Linked DNA regions of Rattus norvegicus: region 2 is linked to region 1. A link is a contact called in public HiChIP or PLAC-seq data. All regions are on one chromosome and are shown on one strand. Each heading gives the region's core, a stretch centred on a gene start, on an enhancer-like site or on the middle of the called end of the contact. The rest is flanking DNA. Distances are from core to core; before and after follow the strand shown.

Evidence for each region. HiChIP or PLAC-seq counts read pairs in DNA pulled down with a chosen protein or histone mark.
Region 2: a contact with region 1 is called in an H3K27ac HiChIP or PLAC-seq map of oligodendrocytes, with 2.3 times the contacts expected there. The contact joins the promoter of Kiaa1958 here to the promoter of Hsdl2 in region 1. A contact is called at or near these places in 1 of 12 Hi-C or Micro-C datasets (frontal cortex) and 1 of 1 datasets of contacts at active chromatin or transcription factors (oligodendrocytes).

Annotation. Positions count from the first base shown.
Region 1 is chr5:79,237,354-79,241,106 of GRCr8, reverse strand. It overlaps Hsdl2 (hydroxysteroid dehydrogenase like 2), which reads right to left and starts at 2,226. Exons shown (of 11, transcript NM_001025697.1): 1 at 2,095-2,226. The coding sequence starts at 2,111.
Region 2 is chr5:79,283,966-79,288,047 of GRCr8, reverse strand. Kiaa1958 (KIAA1958 homolog) reads right to left here and starts at 1,340. Exons shown (of 4, transcript NM_001419541.1): 1 at 1,067-1,340. It overlaps LOC134486941 (a long non-coding RNA gene), which reads left to right and starts at 1,421. Exons shown (of 2, transcript XR_010066534.1): 1 at 1,421-1,579; 2 at 3,638-3,831.

The sequences.
Region 1 (3,753 bases), core at 977-3,476:
CTTCCCTAAACATGAGCCCTGGACTCTGTCCCAGGTCTCACAACACAATGACAGAAACACCTCGCTGGTTAAACCAGGTCAGTGAAAAGACACAGCAATGGCTTTAAACCACCCTGTCTCAGTCCCTGCAGAGCTGACGCTTTGGACTGGACAGGGGCTGTTTACTGCTTGTAAGAAGTTGACATCCACCTAGGGCCTTCGCCACTCAGCACTCCCTTTCAACTCAGTCTTCTCAGATATCGTCAAATGTCTTCTGGAGTCACCTTCGTGAGTGAAGAAAATAATACAAATTTTAACTATAATAAAGAGCCCTCTCACCCTGCCACTGGATTTGTGTTACCAAATACTTTATTTACTTAATCTGTAGTAGAACTATTTTAATTACTCTTGTTATGTAAACTATTTTAATATCTGTAGAAGTCAGTTCACTTCATTTGTTTTGTATTTTTTTTTCTTTCTGACTATTCTCAAGTCTTCAGTTTTTCAAACTTTGGAACCTGAGACTGGCTAGATTGGATTCAGTACTCTCAATCATGCTTTTGACGGTGCAATTCCTTTGGTGGTGAATATCTGTCTGTCTTACAATATCAAAATTTTAAAAAAAATTCTCTCGGTTCTAGCAATTTCACTTTCAAGAATTTATCCTAGATGGTACATTTATCCTATGTTTAAACAAACACATAGAGGGATAAGAAAGCCAGGCAAGGTGGCACAGACCTTTCATCCCAGCCCCTGGGAGGCAAAGGCAGGCAAATGTCTGTGAGTTCAAGACCAACCTGGTCTATAACCAGTTCAAAGACAGCCAGGGTTACACTCAATTCAAACCAAAACAAAACAAAAGAATAATAATGGAAGCAAAGATGAAATAAAAACACCACCAACAAAAAGATACCAAAACAGCTGGAAATGATTCAGAATCTAACATTAGGGAACAGGTCTTCAATAATAATTTGCAACCATTAAAGAGGACAAGGTCAGGCTCATGGCAGGAGGAACTCCCTGAGTTCAAGATCAGCCTGGTCTACAGAGAGTTCCAGGATAGTTAGGTCACAGACAAACCCTGTCTCAAAAAATAACAAAAAACAAAACAAAAAACAAAAACAAAAACAAAAACAAAACAAGAGAACAAGGACAGGCTGCATGTTCTGGAAGCCTAAGAATACCCCAAGACATGTCAGGTAAAAACAGCAAACCCAAAACGGAGTTTGCTACTATTTTCTAAAACGACGTTGTCCCTGTAAGTTATACAAAATATGTTGATAAGTGCAAAGAATACAAATAGAAGAAAACTGGATTTTTAAATAGACATATCTTTTTGAACGATTTAATGTTTTAGCTGTCTATACATGTCAAACTAACTACAGAATGAACTTACTTGTCCCTGCGCTGAAGATACTCAAACTTTATAGAACATAGTGGATCTACCTGAGTTTAGCAGGAACTAAGGGCAAAAAGAAATGGGAAGAACATTATTTAATGGGTATTTGTTTTAATTTTGTAAAATCCTAGTGACTGGCTGCACAAATATGTCAATAAATAAATAATTGGGCTTGAAATCAATAGATCCTTCTGACCCTGCCTCTGAGTGCTGGAATTAAAAGGTGTCACCGCACCTGGCTAGGCTGGGGTAAAAACACTTCATTTTTAAGTAAAACAAACAAACCATCAAACATAAAAATCCTTTAACTCGCTATTAACTTGAAAAGCGTTTCAAAACACGATTCTTTATTTTTAAATCTACAATCAAGCATATAGACAAACAGAAAATCTGAAGTCATTGTCCCAAGTGAACTTTCACCTAGAAGCTGAAAGCAACATTGTCACCAGGCCAAACTGACGACGGGGAACACCTACCCTCGTAACCTTTCCCTGTGAGGTATCTGACACCGCTGCCCCCTGTAATGTACAACTTTTTGAGTCCCTATAGTACACAACTTTGGGGTCCCGTGCACGCGCAGGTCTCAGCAACTCTATCTTTTCGCGAGCCGGAGTTCCAGAGCGCGCGGCAGTTTCACCGATCCCCTCCGCGCCCTCTGGGTAGCGCGGGCGACCTGCGGACTAGTCCTTAAACCCAACCTATCCCCGTCCTCTTACCCGGTGTTGGGCAGCATGACCTTCGCAGTTCAGTGAACTTGGTGGCAGTGGAACAGCAGCGACCTGTGAGTGACAGGAGAACCTTCCCTCCGCATTTAGCCGCGCCCCCGGCCCCGCCCCGAGACCCGCTCGGGAACCCGCCCTCCTACAAGACAGAGATCCTACAAGACAGAGACCCTACAAGACGGTGTGCGCCTGCGCACACCGGGCGCTGGGCGGGTCTTCCCGCAGTTCCACAAACGACACCCAGGAAACCAACGCCCTGCGCAGGCGCTTTGGAAGACACCTCCGCCCCGCCCCTTTCCCGGGTCCGTCGATGACAATCAGTTTCGCCTGTGGGCCACTGGCGTGTCTAGAGCATCAGTACTACGTAGGCTTTTCCTTGCTTGCCTAAGTTCGGCGCGTCGCCGGCTCCGGGCCAGCAGGATGGCCGATTGAGGGGCGCTCCGAGGACTGCCTTGAGGGTGCTGGGCGTCGTTTTCCCCGGTCTATCCCCGAGCCAAGGCTCTCGCTCCGAAGAACACTTGTAGACATCTGAAAAATGCTTTTGCGTAAGCCGGTAATCGTCGCATTTTCGCTGCCACTGAATCTGAACCTAGCCTGACCTCCAGTGTCTGGAGACAGTCAATGAGCTTCTGGAAGAGATCTTTGCAAAGGTCTCCCACAAGAATTCATCATATATTTGGGCCACAGAAATCAAATTTGGAGAAGGAATCCTCAGTCCTGGAATGAATGCTGGAATGAGGTCGATTCTGGGATTCAGTTTCGTTCTTGGAGTTACACCTAATTGAGCTACCCTGGAAATGAAATTGTTTTGTATTTCGTAGCGGTAGAAAAAGATGTTAAAGAGGTTGTTATCTAAAGCCTAGTTCATAAAAATAAGACATATGTACGCTCCTATTTGCCAAATCCTGGATCTTTTGAAAGAGCAGCAACCAGTGCTTTTAACCACGGAACAATCTCTCTAGCCCTAAATTAAATCTTCAAATTAAAAATCATGTATTATTAACCTGTGGCTATCAAACTATTAATTATTATTAACCTGCGGCTGTTTACTCTTTTATCACCTTAACTATCATCTATTGACGTGTGTGAGTTTGTGACCTACGATAATGATTCTTAATGAGTATAGAAGAATGGACTTATTCAACAAATATTAGTATCTCTTAAGTGACTTGAGAAACACGGCAGGTAGAAAAGTTCATAATCTCAGTGGTTACATAGGAGGTGTGAGTAGCCAGTTTGTAAGTTCCAGATGTTTCAGAAAGCTAGCGACAGATGACAACGCTCCATTGACCCTTGGCTGCTTTGACTGGTTTGTATATTTGTCTGTAACAGAGAATTCTTGGTAGAGAGAGGATGCCTCCTCATGCGTCTAAAGTGTTCCTTACTCTTAAAGGTGTTAATGTCCTGTGCCCCTCAGATTCCTCTTTCTCCAATAATGTTGCTTTTATTTCCATGTATTCTAAAAGGGGAGAGAGACAGAGAGAGAGAGAAATAGAGACAGAGACAGTTCAGCTAAGAAGCAAACTAATAGAAAAAAGTGAATAAAATAAAAGTCATAAAATGTATTTTGTAAATTCAACACTTAAGACTTAAGTTATTTGGCTGGGGCAGGTGTTCATTAGGGGAAAGTTTATTCCTAAATTATTAGAGGTA
Region 2 (4,082 bases), core at 91-2,590, 48 kb before region 1:
GCTAATCAAATAAGAAAAATCAGAGCTGCCACCTAACACCTTTCAAAACACTGTATCTAACAAGCAACCAACCCAATCCTTGGTTTGTATGCACGGAATACATAGTTGCTTCATGTAAAATAAGGAAATACCGGTGGGAAAATCACTTCTAACATCACGTTTTCTTCACATGCTATGAAAGAAAAAAAAATCTCTCTTAAAACGGAAAACAAAGGTTTTAGCCCGCATGGAAAGACTATCATTGTGTTTTACTCTCTGATGCAAGCCCTACCGTAAAAGCTGTCACTACAGGGCACTCCGATTAATTGTTTAATTGGTAGACTACTCTATCAGTGATAATCCTAACGACCACGAGAAAAAAACTTTACTCCAAAACTTCAAAACAAAAATAAATACAAGTGGTTTTTTTAAATCAACCATGTTCGATTTTCTCCATTTAAGTCATTACCTGACCTTTACATTTTTTAATTAAAGACAGCTGTAAGAAAACCACATAAACCACATATTTTTGTTTGTTTGTCTGTTTGTTTGTTTGTTTGTTTGATCTGACGTGTTGCTGGTCAGCTCAACCTCCTCTCTCCAGGACACTAGATATCTTGATCTATTTGATAAAAACACAAATCACTGTGCGCAGCCTCAGACTCGGGGGAGCGTTTGGGAGAGAACCCTCCTCCGTTAGAAACAATAAATAAGGGAGCAAAGCGCCGCACGTTCCTTTACACGCCCCACACGCACCTCCCGGTAACTCCCGACAACCAAGCTAGTCCGGCAGAGCCCCGAGGCGCCTTACCGGTCTGCAACTAGCTGGACAGACCGTTCCTCCTCCGTCCCGCCCTCCTGCCCGGCTCCGGGACGCCGGCGCACCGACAGTCCCCGCCAAGACGCCGCGGGCCGCGAACCCGTGCGCGCCGGTCTCTGCGCCCGCAGACCCCTCCGCCCCTAGCGCCCTCCCGCCTCGCCAGCCCGGAGCAGACAAAAGGAAGGTTCTGAGGGTCACGGCGCGGCCGCCCACACACAAAGGCCCCGCGCTCGCCTGCTCCCCAGCCCTGAGCGGGCTCTCACCCACCTGCAGGTGTCTGTGCGTCTGTCCATAGGAACGCGGGCGGTGGGGCCTGCGAGAGCCCGGCGGCCCGAGCTGGACGGGGAGGGACGGCGGGACGGAGGACGGCAGCACCACGGCCGGAGGCCCCGGGGCCGGAGTCGGTGAAGCGGGAAGGGTGCCCCGCGGGCTGCGCGGCGGGTGACGGCGGTGGTGCGGTGGGGGCGCGGGCGCCAGCCTGGCTCGGCCACCGGCGCGCGCCGCTCCGTGCGCCCCGGGCTCCGCGCGCCCGGCTTGGAGCGCGGGGGCGGGGCCGCGCGGGGCGGGGCCGGAGAGGGGCGGGGCGGGGGCTCGGACCCCGGCTTCAGCCGGCACCGGAAGCGCTCCGCAGGCGGCGGGACCTACAGGAAGTGTGTAGCGACGCCCGCGGAAGGCACTCGACCCGCGGCGCTCGCTACCCTACCAGGGCGCGGGCCAAGCTCTTGCCACCGATGCGCGCAGCCCGGAGCCGGCGGAGTTCAGCCCCCGCCGCTCCGACAGGTACAGAACCCACGGTCTCTGCCACTTTCCACGCATGTGGGCTGTCCCGGTCTCCAAGCACTTCCTAAACACTTGAAGTAAGCATAGCCTGATCGCTTTAGAGGTGTGTGACAGACACCTCAGCCAGAGCTGTGCCAGGTGGCCTGGGACCCACAATGTACTTACTCCATAGTATCCTAATGCCCCACCGCATCATACCTACACACCCGAAATAAACTGGAATTCTCGGGGAAAAAAAAAGAATGCTGCAGGGTGTTAAAGATTCTACAAGGCTTAATAATTTAACTTCATGACTGTGAAGAGTTAAAATGTTGCAGACCAGAGCTAAATTAGCTTGGGCATTTTTAGTTCCTTTGGGAGGCATGTATTGCCTACCCATCAAACTTAATACCCTCATGCCTTAGGAAAACCTTTACTATGTCTTTTTAGCAGTGGCTGGAGGGACAGCTCAGTGGTTAAGAGCACTGGCTGCTCTTCCAGAATACCCAAGTTTGATTCCCAGCAGTAGTTTACAACAGTCTGGAGCTCAGTCCCTACAGTACTGAGACAGTGGTGCACAGACATACACGCAGGCAAAACCACCATTAATAATAAGAAGAAATGTATTGTCAGCTGACTACTGGCTTCCACTGAGTCGAAAGCTACAAGTCTCATCAGTACCTGAAACCTGTGGCCCACTTTGCTGTAATCCACTGACCTGCAGTCCCTGCATTTGATAAATGCCTTGATTTTAGGGACTTTCTTCTGTAACTAATTTTTAAAAAGCTAATGTAACTACTTCCACAGTGGAGCACGACTCTCAGGGCAATATGAATCCATGTTGCTGGACCACCTTTCTTATTTGGCTCAAGAATAGACTCAGGGCTGAAGTTTCGAATCTACACACTCATCCCACCTAGGGAGTGGGGCCGTTGTAACAGCTAAAACTCTCAGACGGATGCTCTGGTACACAAGGGCCTGAAGGCTACTTAACACATGTCACTACTGAGGCAAGGCTGTACGTTTAAAAACCTTTTCATAGCACCTACCTGCTACGTTTGTGTCAAGACTTAGTGGGTTGTTAATTCAGGTAATCCTAAGAACGCCACAAAGCTGGTGCTAGTAACATTGCTCTTCTATGGAAAATTAGCTACAAGTTTTAATTGTTTTTATGTGTGTGGGTGTTTTGCCTGCATGAGTATCTCTGTACCAGGGATGCCCTTGGTGCCCTCCCAGGCCAGTAGAGGGTGTCAAATGGGAGCTCCCTTGTGGGGGTTGGAAATCAAAACCCGGTCCTCCTGAAGGGCAACTAGTGATCCTAACCACTGAGCCATCTCTCCAGCCCTGTGTTTTCAGGTACATACTGAGAAGTGATATTGCAGTTTATAAGATGATTATAGTGTTAGTTTTCAGAAACCGAGGCTTAGAGAAACTAAAAAATCTTGAGTACATAGATTGTTATTAGAGCTCAGATTCATCCAAAGCAGTCTGGCTCCAGACTCCCTTTTCTCCTCACAGCCCTGAGTCCTTTCTGAGACATTTATAATGGCAGGAAGTTATTTAGAAATAACCTGGTCAGCCTTAGGTGCTATCCACATGTTGGGCTCACTCCTCCTATGACAGGAAATCTCAGCCATTCCTACCGCTGGGGTAGGTGAGAGATGAGAATGTAGGAGATTGTAAATGAAGGATCCAGGGTCATCCGGACATCAGATAACTTCAATTGCCCATTAGTCAGTTCTTTCCTGCACCGCAGCCTCCACCAGCCCTCACAATCCTGAAGAGTTTAAGGCTGACATTCCTTTTTTAAAGCAGCAATTATCGTTATTTTTTTAAGGATTTATTTCCTTTTATTTATATGAGTACACTGTAGCTGTCTTCAGACACACCAGAAGAGGGCATCGGATCTCTTTACAGATGGTTCTGAGCCACCATGTGGTTGCTGGAGATTGAACTCAGCCCTTTGAACGAGCAGTCAGTGCCCTTAACCTCTGAGCCCTCTCTCCAACCCGACATATTTTCTTAATGTAGTTTATTTTACATGTATTTTGCCTGTGTTTGTCTGTGTACCCTATGCAGGATGGCCCACTGAGGTCAGAAAAGGCATTGGACCTGGAGTTAGAGACCTTTGTGAGCCGCCATGTAGGTGCTGGGATCAAAGCTGAGTCCTCCCCACAGCTGAACCACCTCCCCCACCCCACAGGCTGATGACGATCTTAAATCTGTACATTGTCAACGCTCTGGTGCCAGCTAAATAAAAGCATTTATGTAAATGCTGTGACTCAGTGAAATGTACACGAAGTAAGGCAGAAGGCCTCACACAGTTAACTGCTGCATCTTCCTAAAATGTGCTCCTGTGGAGAAATCAGAACCCTTACGTGTTGCTGATAGAAGAAGGTACAGCCAGTACATAAAACAAAATGGCAGATCCTCAAAAGACAAAAAGTTAGAGTATAGGAACTAGTGATCTCACCTCCAGGTATGTGTCCGAAAGACAGAGTCTTAAAGAGGTGTCGGTGTCAGT